Linked DNA regions of Mus musculus: all the other regions are linked to region 3. A link is a contact called in public HiChIP or PLAC-seq and Micro-C data. All regions are on one chromosome and are shown on one strand. The core of a region is the stretch at or near the end of the contact, and the rest is flanking DNA. Distances in the headings are between cores, read along the strand shown. Region 1 holds the start of Bnc1 (basonuclin 1). Region 2 holds the start of Saxo2 (stabilizer of axonemal microtubules 2). Region 3 holds the start of Adamtsl3 (ADAMTS-like 3).

Region 1 (4,463 bases), core at 1,519-4,018, 340 kb after region 3:
GACCCAATCTGGTCCCTTGTCCTTCAAGAGCCGACTCTTGTTTCCTTAAGATCACAAAGATTTGTTTTGTGTCTTCTTAATTTTTGCTCTTTTTAATAGATTGGGTTTTAAAAATTCCTGGCAGGGTTGGGGATGCATTGTTTTACTCCTTGCTAAGAGAAGAAACTAGACACAAAGGGAAAAGAGCAAGGCTGGATTTCAAAAGGAAATGCTGAGGTTTAGGTTTGAGAGAGCAATGTGAAGGGCCAGGGATAGACACACTCATTTGCCAGATGAGGATGGCTGAGGTCGAGAGAGGGGGCGAGCTGTGCCAGATCCCTCTGCTGATGAGAAAATGAAAAGGGAAGCATGGTCTGTGCCATCTTCACCCAGCCTGCACCACATGCCTTCCTCTAGCCACAAGTGGCTTCTTTCTCCCTGTTTCTGAGTATCTGTTTCCAAGAGGTGGTAGAGAGAAGCCAGCCCATTAGCTCAGTAGAGTGTGCTAAGAGCGATTTCAGAAGCCACGTTGTATTGTAAGATATGTTATTCTAAAAGAACCTTCGGGAGATTGATTAGTAATTTTCATCTAGACCTATTCATTCCCTGTAGGTAAAATGTAATACATTTTGAGAGAGGCAGCCTGTTTTCATGTGTTCAAACCCATCCCAAATCGTCCCTGTGTTTGTAAGCAGGAATAAAGTTAACACGTTGACTCCAGTATCTGTCACTGGTGGAAGGCTTTACTAAATCATTTGCAATGAACACAAACTTTGAAAAACATTTAGAATATTTAAATGGACCATTTACTGGGATTTAGACATTTTGGTGCATGTATAACAAGGAAATATAAATGTTCTAAACTTCTACAAGAGTTAGTTAATTAATTTAGTTAATAAAAATAAGCTCTACATGTAGTAAGAGAGATTATTTTATTTAGCTTGCCAGCCTGAATTTAGAGGTGGTTTCAGGTCCACTTTTACAGATCAGAAAAGGGAGACCGAATTGGCTAGCTTCCTCCAGCAGTTTCCACTTGTTGAGAACAAGCCCAGGTCACTCTAACTCCTAAGCAAGTGTCCTGTCAGCTACAGCAACTCATTGCACAGAATCCACTAAGATGTGCAATGGCCAAGAAATTAGGACAAGGAAACACCTCTAGGCTTCAAAATGCAGTAAGCATGGAGGGAGGCAGAAACAAGTGAAGGGTGCAGAAATATGTGGAGTGGAGGCCTGGTGGGTCAGGGAAGGCTTCTGAGCCAGGGACACAATCCTCTCTGAAGAGAACACCTTGAAACAATAGCCACAAAAGAAAGGACCAGAAGAAAGGCCTAAAACGTTGGGTGGTGTGGTGGACTGTAGCTGTTTGGGAAAGAGCAAACAGAAGGTAACCAACCAGTTTAGCTTGGTCATTAATAAAACAAGGCTTCATAATGAAGTTTGCCATGTGGCAATATTAATGCGCATCTCCAGGTCAATGTTATCGCAATGGCTAGGCAACTTCATGCCTGCAAGGAAAAGTACCACCAGGTAGACCCAGAACAGGCACCTGGGGGAAATCCAGGTGTCCAGTTTCCGGACCCCGTGCAGCACAGATGCCCACACTTTTTTTTCTGTCATGTGTCCTGTTCTCACCTTTCCCCCCTCTGAAGCCTGTTGTCAGCACGTGGGGTAACTGGCATCCTGTCTTCTGTTTGCAACTCTTTCTTTGTCCCGGCATCTCTGATTTGTGCAGGACTGTGTTCCCTTTTCAAGGACGCCCACCAGCAGCGAAGCAGGTGCAACAAATTGGGGGAAAAAAAAAGAAAAAAAAAAAAAAAAAAAAGAAACAGGACCTGCCACTCCAAGTCTAGGCTCTCTTACTTCTAAAAAGGACAGACCCAAAAAGCCAAACACTTTGGCCTCTCTTCAGGTCTCAGGTCCCGCCCTGCCCAAGAGCTATATAGTAAAACCTGGTTCTGTTTCACACCAGCTGTGGACAATCTTCCCCTGTTCTTAGGGCCGAAGGATTCTTTTTCTTTGTCCTCAGGCCCCGGAAAGCAGGTTCTCCTGGCGAGCCCCTCCCCATCGGCTCCCAGGGGACGAAACTCTTGTTTGATTTATCACTTCATCTCCGTGTCTCCTTAGAACCTAGTTAAGTCTAATCCCGCTTTCCAACTCTGAGAGCGAAGTCACCTGTCCCAGGCAAGCGGTAACACCGGGACTTTAACACAGAGCACACAAGAGACCGGGGTGTTTGAGTTCCCAATCAAGCCTCCACGACCCGACCCAAGTCCCCACATCTGTGGAAATAAAAAGTTCCCGGTGGGGGCGGGGGCAGTGCAGCCTTCTGCCTGGTCCACACCGGGACCCGAGGCGCCTCCGGGGGAGGCGAGGGAGGCTGCATCAGCCCGAGAGAGCAGAGCCAGGGAACTTCAGAGAGCGTTTCGCCCTCGCCGGGGAGAGGCAAACACCGACACGTCTGTCTCCTTCTCAACAAGTGCCTTCAAGCCCGCCGGGGGCAGACACCTCCGCGCCCGCGGCCGCCGAGGTCTCCGCTGTGCGCGGGGGGCCGCGGCCTGGCCTCAACCGAGGCGACTCTGCGTGGCCTCCCCACACCCCCTCGAGCGTCGCCCGCAGCCCCCGGCGGCCGGAGTAGGGGCGCGGGGCGGGGCGAGCGGAGGGGCGGACCCCGGGGCGCGGGGCGGACGCGAGGGTGCACGAGGGGCGCAAGGGCCGGCGCGGTCACCCGGCGCCGCGGGGAGCCGCCCACTTCTCCTGCGCAGGGGGGGCGGGGGTGGCCCAGACGGCCAGAGCGTGGATGCGGCGGTCGCCGAGCCGGGGCGGACGCGGAGCGGCCCGGGCAGGGGACGCGCGCCGGGAAGGCCGGCTCCGCAGCGGCTGCAGGATGGCTGAGGTAAGCGGTCGCGCGGGCGACGGGCGCGGGGCCGCCCTACGAGGGCCACCTGCTCGTCGTCGGCGCCGTGTGTGCGTCCCGGGAGGCCGAACTGCAGTTCCTCGCAGCCTGTGCCCGGTCGCAGCGAGGTGACCCGTGAGCGGCGCCCCGTTTCTCTTACACCCCAGAGCCCCTGTCCAACCGCTGTTGGCGCAGGGACGTCCATCTGTCTGGTATTTCAAGCCGTGACCTTCGGTCATCCCGGGAGGAGAGTCGCGGAGACGCCCGAGGGGCGTGGAGGGGGCGCCGGTCCCCTGAGGGACAAATCCTTGCTTTTTTAAAAGGGAAGAGACAAAAGACCAAAAGCGCCGCAAACCGTCAGCTTAGTTAGACGTGTCTGAAGAGGACGGATGCTCGCAGTTGAACCGCGCTGAAGGAGTGCGTTGGTTTGCCGGCGTTCCGCCTGGCTTGTCGAGCGTGGGACAGTGAGGGGTGTTCGTGCCCTCCGGTCGCTCAGGGACTTGGAGGAGCGCATCCGGATGCTGATGGGGAAGCCAGAGGGCCAAGGTCCAGTCTCTTTGGAGATGGTTTACCTGAGAGTGACAGGAAGGGATCCTGGCAATGCAGAGGTGAGGTGCTTAGTGGCCCAGTGACTGTCCACCCCGCAGCGGGGTTCCAGCCGGGCGTACCCCAGCATCCGCTTCGGGTGTCCGCTGTCCACGGGCGCTGCTTCCCCAGGGGAGCCCCTTAACCCTACTGGCCTCACGACTTCGGATAAACTCCTGGGGATTTGTCAGCCAGATGTGACAAGATTGGAGAGGCAAGTGAGAGAGATCTGATATCAATCAGTACATAGCTCGGAGCCAAACTTTCTCAAATGCGGTGTAGAAACATGTTCTTCTCGTTTAAGGCATCTCTTTGTGGCTGTGGGGCTGCCACCAGCCTGAGTTTGACAGTTAAATGGAATGCCAACTAGCAGCCTTAATTGTATGAGTGAAGTTGTATGCAGTGCGGGGGGGGGGGGGAAGATCAGACACTCTGGGGTTCGGTAATGTCCCCTAGTTTTATGGCTAGGCTCACCGCAGACCTCTGAAGATGAGGGCATTTAAATCGGGCCAGACGCCTGGTCACAGCCAGGCCTCTGCTGTTAACACTTAAGGGGCTTGAAAGAGGCCCCACTGGTGTCCTGGGAATCCCTGTCAGAGTGTGTGTGTGAGAGAGAGAGAGAGAGAGAGAGAGAGAGAGAGAGAGAGAGAGAGAGAGAGAGAGAGAGAGAGAGAGAGAACCTGTTACTGCATGGAAACACAGAACAGATATATCAACAATAAGAAGTAAATTTTTCTTATTAAAGCAACAAGATTTTGGTGTGACAGTATAGGTGAACTGAAAAACAGCATTTTGGCAAATCTTTTTTGGCAGTCTGTTTTTACTTGCTCGTTGTCTTCACTGTGCTGTTAGATTTCATGGGATCTTTTCGAATTTAACAGAGGTTTAGTTTACAAATTGATGTTTGTGCGTTAAAACTTTTGTTAAGTAGTGAAACATGTAACTTTCTCATTCGCCCCTCCCCAAATTTGTTGATGCATATTATTATACCTTTCTTAAAATTGTA
Region 2 (4,813 bases), core at 301-2,800, 310 kb before region 3:
CCAGGTCTCAAAACTCTCACCCACCCCACCCCCAGCCCATCTCACCACGAAGCCCCGATTCCTCCCTAAAGCTTCTCTGGCTGGACAGGTTGGCCTCATAAATGTCTAGGGCCTGACAAATCTAAAAAAGCACTGCCAACTTAGCAAATGCTCAGTATAGGATGAATTAAATAGAATTTATAGAAGATATATTCTACCAAGACCACAGACATTTTACCATCTCAAGAAACTTTTCCATATTTTAACAAAAATCCAAATTCAAAAGCATTGTATGACATACTGGGCAGACCACCAATCACCCGTTAATCCATTTATTTCAAACGTTCTACAGCATGCTTCTCTGACATGGCACAACACACAACTCCTTAGCAAGCATCACTCTCACCGCTCCAATGAAACAGAGACATTTCCTCTTTGTTAATAAAACCCAATTCTAAAAGCCTTACCGTGGTCAACATGAGCCAGAACACAGATATTCCTAATGTTGGCAGTGTTCTTCTGAAGTCGAATCATCTTATCAACACCACTGAGCACCATGGTTATTTCCTGGGACTAAACATTAAATGCAAATTAAAAATGGTACAAAATCTAGTGGGGGTGGGGGTGGGGGTGGTGTGCACAACAGCGAAAACCAAATGGACAAACTGAGAGGGAGATGCTGATGCTGACAAGTCGCCTCAGATTCCTTAACTGAGAACCCAATGAATGTTTAGCCACATCTATTTCCTTCTGGCCCTGAGGGGATATAGTCCTTTAGGCCCATGTTCCATGGTAAAGTCCACACATCCTGCTGACAGTACTTGTGGGGTGAGCTGGGAGTTTCCGGATCTGCCATGCGATGAATCACGCAGTTGGGAGCCAGGTGCAGAGGCGCCCGGCTAAGTCACACTCACACTCACATACATACATACATACATACATACACACACACACACACACACACACACACACACACACACCAGAGACAGACAGTCAGTCTCTCTCTCTCTCTCTCTCTCTCTCTCACACACACACACACACACACACACACACACACACCCTTCCCTACTTCAGTCCCTCCAAAAGTCTGCCTTTCTGTCAAGCTTGCTGGCTTTTATCAGACATGAGAACTTCGGCCCTGTGACTGCACTGAGTGTCCTTAAAAGTTTTTGGATCACGTGCCTAGGAACACACCAGGTGCACGACACACCTTCTACCCCTCTCTCCAATTAAAAGAAGCAAATCGAGGTCTGCATGCCCTTCCTCCTCTTGGGTTCCTGGAGTCGCTGCCGCTGAGAGTACCGGGTCCCTATAAAGTGCAGCCGCTCGGGACACTCCTCGCCCAGCCCAATCGACATGACCCCCCCGGGTCTCCGTCACCGTCTGGTCGCCGGCGTCCCTAGCAAGTCCCCCCACTCACCAGCTCCACGCCGCACCTCACCCACGCACCTAAGACTCCAGGGGTAGCTCAGACCGGAAGTCGCAGGAGCCTGGGGGCGGGGCCTGTGGGCCTGTGACCTCTGACCCGCGCGCATCTAGAACATCACCGGAAGCCACGTCGTTTCCCTTCAACTTGGAGTTCCGCGGTCGCCTTGACGACGGCGGACGCTGTAGCTGCTCTGAAGTGTGCCAGCCTAAGCCTGCGGAGGGGGACGCTGGAGCGCAGAGCATGAGGAACTGGTGTCTGTGCCAGATTTGCACCTGCGGGTAAGAAACGTCCGCCCGGTGTGGCGTCCGCAGAGCCGCGAGCCCCGCCGCGCACACCCCCTAAGGACTCCCTTGCCTGAACCGGAGGAGACCCCTACTCCACCCCCACCCCCCACCCCCCACCCCCGACCTTATGCTCTGCTAAATGCTGCCCATTTCCTCTGCTTGGCTAGCTCCTGGGCAAAACTTATTTTCTTTGCATTCCCTGAGGCTTCCCATCCAGAGATTTAAGCTAAAATACAGTTCAGATCAGCTAAGTAGTATGAGCAAATATGGCTGGTAAGTGATGGAGTCACCCACCGATTCTATTGGTTAACTTAAAAGAACAGTATCCATGGTATTTCGTTTGCCACCCAGAACCTTCCATCCTCTAAACTCTATTTTTATTCCTGCCAAGGCAACATTTTCCTGAGGCCTTTCTGACAGACAAAAATGGCAATAGTCCTCACCGTAAACCTCAGGTTTGGTTTGTAAGTCCTGCCTAACAACTTTACATCACCAGTAAACACATTCTTCTCTATCCTCAAGCTTACTGTTTACCCAGGGGTTAGATCACCTTTGATAAGTGAATAAGAGTAACTGAGTAACGCCAAGCCCTTTGTACTTGTAATCCCCTTCTAAGGGCAACCAGCTACAACACATATTGATTGAGAGCAGTTTCTCAGCCCCTTTTGTAATAAACATTGTTTGTATGTTTGAACAGATGCAAACATAACTTTTAAGGCTTGAATCTGCAAAATCTTGTATGTAAGAAAAAAAATGTATTTGAATCTGAATTTATCTACAAACTAAGTTATTTTCCCATCCACCCATCAGGAAATTCATTATATTAGGGACTTTACATTCTTCAAGAATAATATCACCATCCACAGAGCTGGGGGGACTGCCAATGTAAGAGGAATCCCCTTTAGGCTTTGAAGCATGGCTAATAACTTCTGCCGAAATGTCCCTTGCAAACACTTAGTTGCAGCGAGAGCACTGCCTTAGCTGCTTTCAGTTTTATAACTGAGGTACAAGAATCTTTGACAAAATGGGTAGTTACTATGACATACATAGTTCCACTCAGCCAATGGTTTTTAAACTTTGGCTACCTTCATGAGTCATTGTCTCAAAACGGGGCAAAGATTCTTCACCATCATCCCTCCCCATACCACCTCTCATCTTTTGCCTCCTTTCCTGTTGGAAGGAAAGATGGAAGATCTGTCCATATTCATTTGTTGTTGAAGACTATCTGTTAGGTACATTTGCACCACTGTGGTAGCACTGTGGTAAAAACAGCGAAGGAGAGGAGGTCTGTTTGGGCATACAGTTTGAGAGGGTGCAGTCCCTGGCAGTCAAACATGGTGGGGTTCTTGTTCATGTAACACGAAGCAAGACTTTTTACATGCTGGCAGACCAGGAGGTAGAAAGCCTGTGGAATCAAGACCCAGGCTCTCATCTTCCAAGGGCTGCTGTTTACAACTTATTTCCAGGTAGAGGCCAGCTTCCAAAAGCCTTCCAGAGTGTTTCCATCAGCTGGAAAGCAAAGGTTCAAAATATGTGAACATCTCAGATTCAAACCATGATGCCATCTTTTCTCTCTTAGGGAACTAAAATTTAATTCCTTTGATTTTCCATTAGGGACGTCTGATCTCATCATTTCTGTGAGCTGGTTGGTTTGTTTGTTTGTTGTTTGTTTGTTTGTTTCAAAAAGACAGAGAAGTTTAACAAGTGTAAACAGCTATAACTGGCAGCAAAAGTATAAAGCGGAAGGGAAATTGCACACGTTAGACTAGGAGGATTTTGCTTTCTTTTATAATTTCTCTGCACTGTTATGTTTTATACTTGTCCACAATCTTAGGTAAGTTATATTGTGAATGCATTGCTTTTGTGGACAATAAAAACACTGACAAATTCTAAAGTTTTGACTTGTGTTTTGTTAATCACCGCAGCTCTATCAGAACTTTTATATGTACGTGACCTATGCACTCTGCTCCTGGATTTTCCAAGTATCTTGGACCCTGCATAGGACAAAATCACTTCAGCACTTTCCAGCACCTCCTTTGCAGCAGACATTGCTGAGTCTCATGAGTCTTCTGACTTTAGAGTTTCCTAGACATGGAGGACTAGAGGAGCTGTCTAACCAGGATGCTTCACAACAACTCCCAGCTCCACTCTCTCTTGGCCTCTACTGTATTCTGTGTCCCACAAAAAATAAATAATAAAAATGGACTCTGCTCTGCCTTCTTCCTTTTGTACCTATCCTATGATTCAAAGTAACATGTTGCTATCTGTTGTAGGTGAAACCTAAGCAGAAAACCTGTTTGCCATGCATCTGGGAAGCTCACTTTCTAGCTTTCCTGCTTCAGTAGCATAAGAAGTAGCTAAACTCTTATGAGCCAACTCAGTTTGCTATGCAAGGCTTCACTATGATTTATCGTTTTTATAAACACCAGTGCAGAGGGGGAAAGCTGCGCTACGGTTCAGAAGGTGTGTTAAAGTCACTGGGGACCTGTTAAACATGCAATGACCACACAAGATGTTTTAAAGGGAAATAATGTTTCAGCTTATTTGTTTGTACAGACGGCATCGCTGTCCACATGGAACCACAAGGGTTTATGAATATTCTGACGTATCTTGCCCCACGACGGAGTATTTGGAAAAATATCCAAAATATGGCGGTGTTCTTCCACCTCAGAGCCTTAAGCCAAAGCAAGGATTTCAAGCATACCGTGGTAAAATGGAAGGAATAACCACATTTAAGTAAATATTGAGAAACTGTTTCCTTATTTTTTGTCCAACTCCTCTGGTATTAATAAGGTTTTCTTACTATTTAAATTTAACTAGTTATTTGACTTAAGTTTAACTAATTTAAGAAACAAGAAATTAGTTCACAACTTGAGAAAAGCAGAAAGATAAATATTAAGTTACATTGGCAAAGAGAAGAAAAGAGAAAAAAAAGTTGTATTGACTTTTTTAGTTAACTAAAATATCTCATGTTTATGTACTTTGCATTATTACGATTGTGTAGAAGAATGCCTCTGCTTCCTAATTTGTGTGTGTGTGTCTGTGTGTATGTGTGTGGGCATGTAAATATGTGTGTGTTCTAGTTTTTGCATCTGTTTGGTATCTAATACTTTGCTTGCCA
Region 3 (4,848 bases), core at 1,716-4,215:
TCTCTCCATCCTTTTAGCCTTTCTTCTAACAAAACATAACCATTAAAATATGGCCACAGAAGAACACTGTAAAACGGGATAAAGGGGATGATGTCCCTCACTAATCAGTTGTGTGTGAGCCACAGAATTGATGGGGTACTGAAAAAGGCTTAAAGGCAGTAAATCCAAGAGACTACAGCAAGAGGAGCACACACCCCCGCTTCATTTACCCAGAGTATAGATTTTCATCCATGCCTGCATGCTTGTTTAACCGACTTAAGCCTTTAAGTACTAGGCTGTCTGCTAAGATCGTGAGGGTGCACAGACCACAGCCAGAAGTGAAATCCTCAGGGAAGTGTTGTCTTGTTCTAAGTCACATAAGACGTTGCACGGGATTAGCAGCCACCCTCAGGACACGGTATTAACTGAAATGTTCCCTGCATTTTTAGGTCGGGGGCCCACACACTTCTTGGCTGAATCCAACCGCAAACATATTTGTCTGGATCTCACTTTGTTATAAACCAAAGGGTTGTGGAAGAAATCTGGACGCCCCAGCTATCTTGAAATACAAGAAGGCCCAGCAATCCAGGACTTGCATTTCCATTTAGCAGTGACAAACTGGAGTCAGGCAGGAACTGTTCTTAGTGGAGGGAAATCGAGGGTCCACCTTGTTGCCCTCTGTACCACTCCCCATCGTTTCCTTGGCAAACCCAGCAAACTCCCTTAGCTGTAAACAATAGACAAGTAAGAGTGCAATCCATGAGCTCAGCTTCTCAGGTTGGATGGAAAAGACAAGAGCCTAGAGAAATGGTTCCCAATCTATGGGTTGTGATCACTTTGGGTCACATGGGTCTCCTAAGGCCATCAGAAAACACAGGTATTGACATCATGATTCATAACAGTAGTAAGCTTAGTTATGACATAGCAATGAAATAATTTTATGGTTGGGGGTCTCCACAACATGAGGAAGAGTATTAAAGCGTCACAGCATTAGGACAGGACACTTCTCTAGAGAGAGATCCACACAATAGCGGGGTGTGTTAACAGTGAATCCAGAATAGTTATTTAGTTAAGCTAGTGTGGGAATCAGACTCTTCCTGAGTTCTAACATATAGCTTCTCCTGGACAGCCACTCTAGTCGGGAAAGACAGGGTCCACCCAAGCCCCCAAGTCACCAGTAGTGAACGGGCCCACACGGTATCAAGTTCCTGCTCTAGATCCAGAGAGGATCCCAGATCTTTGAGCTTTCCTTACAGAGAAGCCAACCACAATACCATCTGTATAAGATTCTCTAGTGCAGCATTAACACTGATCCTACATCTTACATGGACTAGAATACTATTCCTATGCAAAGACAGGCATACCCAGCATTCTCGGTGGCCCATTCTATTACCTGCAGAAGACCAGAGACCGTAAAGATCATTCGTGTCAGCAGCCACCAGGATCCTGTCCAGGAAGCCATGGGGTCCAATATCATAGGAGTCTCCCTCACAGCCTACGAAAGAAAAGACAAAAAGAAAATGCCTCGTTTGCAACTAGCTCTGGCTCCAGAGGCAGAATCTGTAAGCTAAGGAGCCAATCAGAAGGCAGGGACCCTGAAGCCCAAGCAGTGTCTTAGAAACGTTTGTGTTGGCCCAGGATGGGATTGTCTGCTGCAGAATGAAGGCAATATGGGGCTCCCTTTAGGATGAGTCCCCCAAGATCAAAAAGGGGAACGGAGACTGCCTCCAGTCAGCAATTCACCCATCCCTCCAGTGCTCCAGCAGTAGGGACAACCCTGCCCCAGACACCTCCTAGCCTGTTTGTCAGCACCAGAGTGTGGCTTTTGGGGGCGGGGGGGGGGCTGGGGGTTGTGGGGAGGACCAGCCTAAAGCCAAGAGTTAGGGCACCTGCCAGCTTTAATTCCTTGAGGCAAAAATGAGTCTGAAGCCAATTAAACTAGACCAGAGAGGGAAGAACCCTGCCTAAGGGCACACAGCTAAACAGAGTCTAGGATAGGAACGCAGATTGGATAGTTAGAGGAATTTCTCACTAGATGATAGAATGCCTTCTGCTTCCAGACCTGCCTTTAAGAGAATTCTGGGGGCCACAGTCTTGCGGAGTGTAATCTCTTAAAGGTGAGGAAGAAGTAAGCCCAGGAGGGCTACGAGGACCGTTTTCCCCAATGTGTTTTCCTGTCAGTTTACAGGGAACTCAGTTTGAGCGGAGACTGGAAAAGCCGAGGTCACACTCGACTCCCGCTTCGCCTCGCGGGCGCCTTGGCGGTGTCGGTGTCCGGGGGCGGGTCGGTGGCTTCTCTCCATCTGGAGAAAGCATTAAGGCCTGGCTTAATGCGATCCGCAAATGTGCTGCTGTTTCCGACCTGAGGCGGCGACTCTGGGACGAAGGGAGGCGGCCAGGGCTGGGCCCCAGGACCACGCGCCCCTCTCCGCTGGCTCGCACACTTCAGCGCCCGCCACCCTCACGCCTCCTTTCCCTGGCGTGCGTCTCCTCTCGTTTCTCTGCGCTTCAAGCATGCGAACCTCACTCAGTAGCCAAACCTCCGGACCTTCAAACACTGCAAGCTAAGATCAGCCCGTAGTCCGCTGACCCCGCAGGGTATCCCCCATCATCCAGAGCACCCCTCGCTCGCAGAGGACCAGGAAAGGTTCTGTCCAACATTCCCGGATCCTGTAGCGCGCCTGCCTGGAGCTGTCTAAGCCCCATAGGGCAGTGCTCAACCAAGACCTTATTTTCCAGTAGCGTTCCCATCAACTTGCTCCACCTTACCATCCTCAGAGAGATGAATCCCTGGATCCCCCGCGGGTGTTTCCAATCCGGAGTCGCAGCAGCGTCTGACGGTGCAAGGAGGGATGCGCGCTGCGAGACAGTGGCGAGCAGCGCCGACTCGGCGACACCTCGTGCGGAGCGCGGGATCCCGACGGTCCCCGACGCCGGCCTCCAGCTCGCGCCGCCGCCAAAGTTAAATGGGGCTGGGACGCGGCCGCCCCGCCTGTCCCGCCCCTCCGGGCGCGCGGAGCGCAGTGCTGGCCCCGACCCAGGGGCGGAGGGCGCGCGCCGCCACCTGCGCCGCCCGTCCCGCAAGTGCGCGCCGCGTCTAGGGTACCGTCAGTCCCTCCCGCCCTGCGTCCTCTGCCCTAACCCAGGGGCGCTGGGAACGCGGGGACAAGCGGGCCACCGAGCCGCAGCCAGGCGGCTCGGAGCGCTCGGGGCCGCCGCGGCCACGGCGAGACTCCGCTGGAACGCTTCTCCGCCCGCTTCCTGGAAGCCACTCCTTGCCCTGGGCCTGCAGCCAGGCCTGGTGCCAGGAGCTCCGGCTGCCGCCGGCGGCAGCGCGCTCTGGGGAGGCGTCCGCTGCGCCACGGGCCAGCCAGGCCAGCCAGACCAGTGCGAGGATGCCACCCTCTCCCAGCACCACCGCCAGACCCCGGGGACCTCAGCTGTTAAGTAATACCCTGCAGAGGCTGCCCAGAGTCTACCCACTCCTGCTGGTAGCCTTAGGAGCTTGACCATCACCCATTCAAACAGCCCCTGCGGTCTTGGTATAATTGGGGACCATGGATGACCCAGCAGGGACACCTAAACCTGAGACCTAGAGTCCCTGGTAGGAAACAGGTTTGGGTCCCACAGAAGTCCAGACCTGTCAGGAAATAAATACAGCTACAGCCCCGGGGCCTAGAGGTTTGGAAGAGAGGTGTCCCAGTCATGAATGGAGGAGGGTTGAGGGCACCTTGAGCACTTCTGAAGGAAAGAAAAGCCATGGAAGAGACATGGGGGCTTGGCTTCATCTCAGCAATAGGAGTCAAGGGCCAGGTGTTCCATTTAAGGCACCATTGTGCCTCCCGTATTGCTGCTCCCTTGAGTGATGCCACTTTGTCAAGTGGTATGTGTAGCCAGCCTTCCCAAAAGCAGTCGTTCCTAGAGTTATCTTAAGTCCTCGGGGAGTAGCTTTTCATGATGATCAGAGAGGCCAGGTCTGGAACTGGTTCCTAGGTACCTATTTCTCGCTAGAGTCTGAAACATTTGCATCCAAAGTTGCTCTCTTGCCTAGTGAACTGAAGGCTGGTATGTTCCAGATTCTTTTATGGCATTGCCAAGAGTTCCCCCCACGTGTTTTCCTATTCTCTCCTTCCCTGATCAGATGGCCTCCTCTGACCAGGAAAAGGGCCTTGTCAAGACTGTCTCTCCACTCCAGAGAGGGAAACGGCTGGAAACCTATGGAAAATGAGCAGGTGGTGCATGGGAAGAGATTCAGGAGGAACCAAGAAGGGAGGACAGAGCTAGACCATGACTAGCTCACCTGCAGACCACTGAGTCTCTCTGTTCACCCTAGTTTAGCTCTGGAAAGTGGGGCAGATAATACACATATGGATACTGGGCTATTACTCTGATGGGGATTATGCAGGATTAGGTTCCCATGAGCCTCTGGTTATGTTTTGACAGCCACTTGGCACACTGCCTTATTTTGTATGCCTTTCCGTGTAAAAGCACCTTGTCTAACACATGTTCATTCATTCTCCCTGAGCTCCTGGCACCAGCACCTGTCAACTCTCCTAACAAGGGACTGCTCTCTAGCTGTTCACATACACATCCCAGCCTCTTGGTCCTTGGGGAGACAGAGCCAGCACTGTGCTCAAGGGTTGCCTCAAACAATGTAATCAACAACAAAATGTTGCATAGAGGACATTTAGGATAATGGTTTACCGAATAAGAACTGAACAGACCCAAGAAGAGCAAGGAAGTCTTGTGGGACCTTAGCAGTGAGTGTGGGCACTAACTGACTCCAAATGTTCACTGGCCTTCAGATGACTTCGAAAGCGTCCTGTGCTTTGATGGTATGGTGACAGGTGATGATTATATGATGATATG

Evidence for each region. Hi-C and Micro-C count contacts between places; a contact is called where the count stands out from the background. HiChIP or PLAC-seq counts read pairs in DNA pulled down with a chosen protein or histone mark.
Region 1: a Micro-C map of embryonic stem cells shows a contact between it and region 3, with 2.5 times the contacts expected there. The contact joins the promoter of Bnc1 here to the promoter of Adamtsl3 in region 3. A contact is called at or near these places in 5 of 39 promoter capture datasets (embryonic stem cells and hippocampal neurons), 3 of 484 Hi-C or Micro-C datasets (all in embryonic stem cells), 4 of 115 datasets of contacts at active chromatin or transcription factors (all in embryonic stem cells) and 1 of 9 other capture datasets (embryonic stem cells).
Region 2: a contact with region 3 is called in an H3K4me3 HiChIP or PLAC-seq map of forebrain, with 2.9 times the contacts expected there. The contact joins the promoter of Saxo2 here to the promoter of Adamtsl3 in region 3. A contact is called at or near these places in 5 of 39 promoter capture datasets (the 3T3-L1 cell line, 3T3-L1-derived adipocytes, embryonic stem cells and 2 more), 1 of 15 datasets of contacts at CTCF or cohesin (the NIH/3T3 cell line), 1 of 484 Hi-C or Micro-C datasets (embryonic fibroblasts), 1 of 115 datasets of contacts at active chromatin or transcription factors (forebrain) and 1 of 9 other capture datasets (adipose tissue).

The regions. Positions count from the first base shown.
Region 1 is chr7:81,990,604-81,995,066 of GRCm38.p6, reverse strand. It overlaps Bnc1 (basonuclin 1), which reads left to right and starts at 2,768. Exons shown (of 5, transcript NM_007562.2): 1 at 2,768-2,872. The coding sequence starts at 2,777.
Region 2 is chr7:82,645,265-82,650,077 of GRCm38.p6, reverse strand. It overlaps Saxo2 (stabilizer of axonemal microtubules 2), which reads left to right and starts at 1,550. Exons shown (of 3, transcript NM_177894.4): 1 at 1,550-1,686. The coding sequence starts at 1,649. It overlaps Efl1 (elongation factor like GTPase 1), which reads right to left and starts at 1,464. Exons shown (of 20, transcript NM_175317.3): 1 at 1,400-1,464; 2 at 447-552. The coding sequence starts at 537.
Region 3 is chr7:82,333,811-82,338,658 of GRCm38.p6, reverse strand. Adamtsl3 (ADAMTS-like 3) reads right to left here and starts at 2,965. Exons shown (of 30, transcript NM_001190374.1): 1 at 2,749-2,965; 2 at 1,373-1,474. The coding sequence starts at 2,751.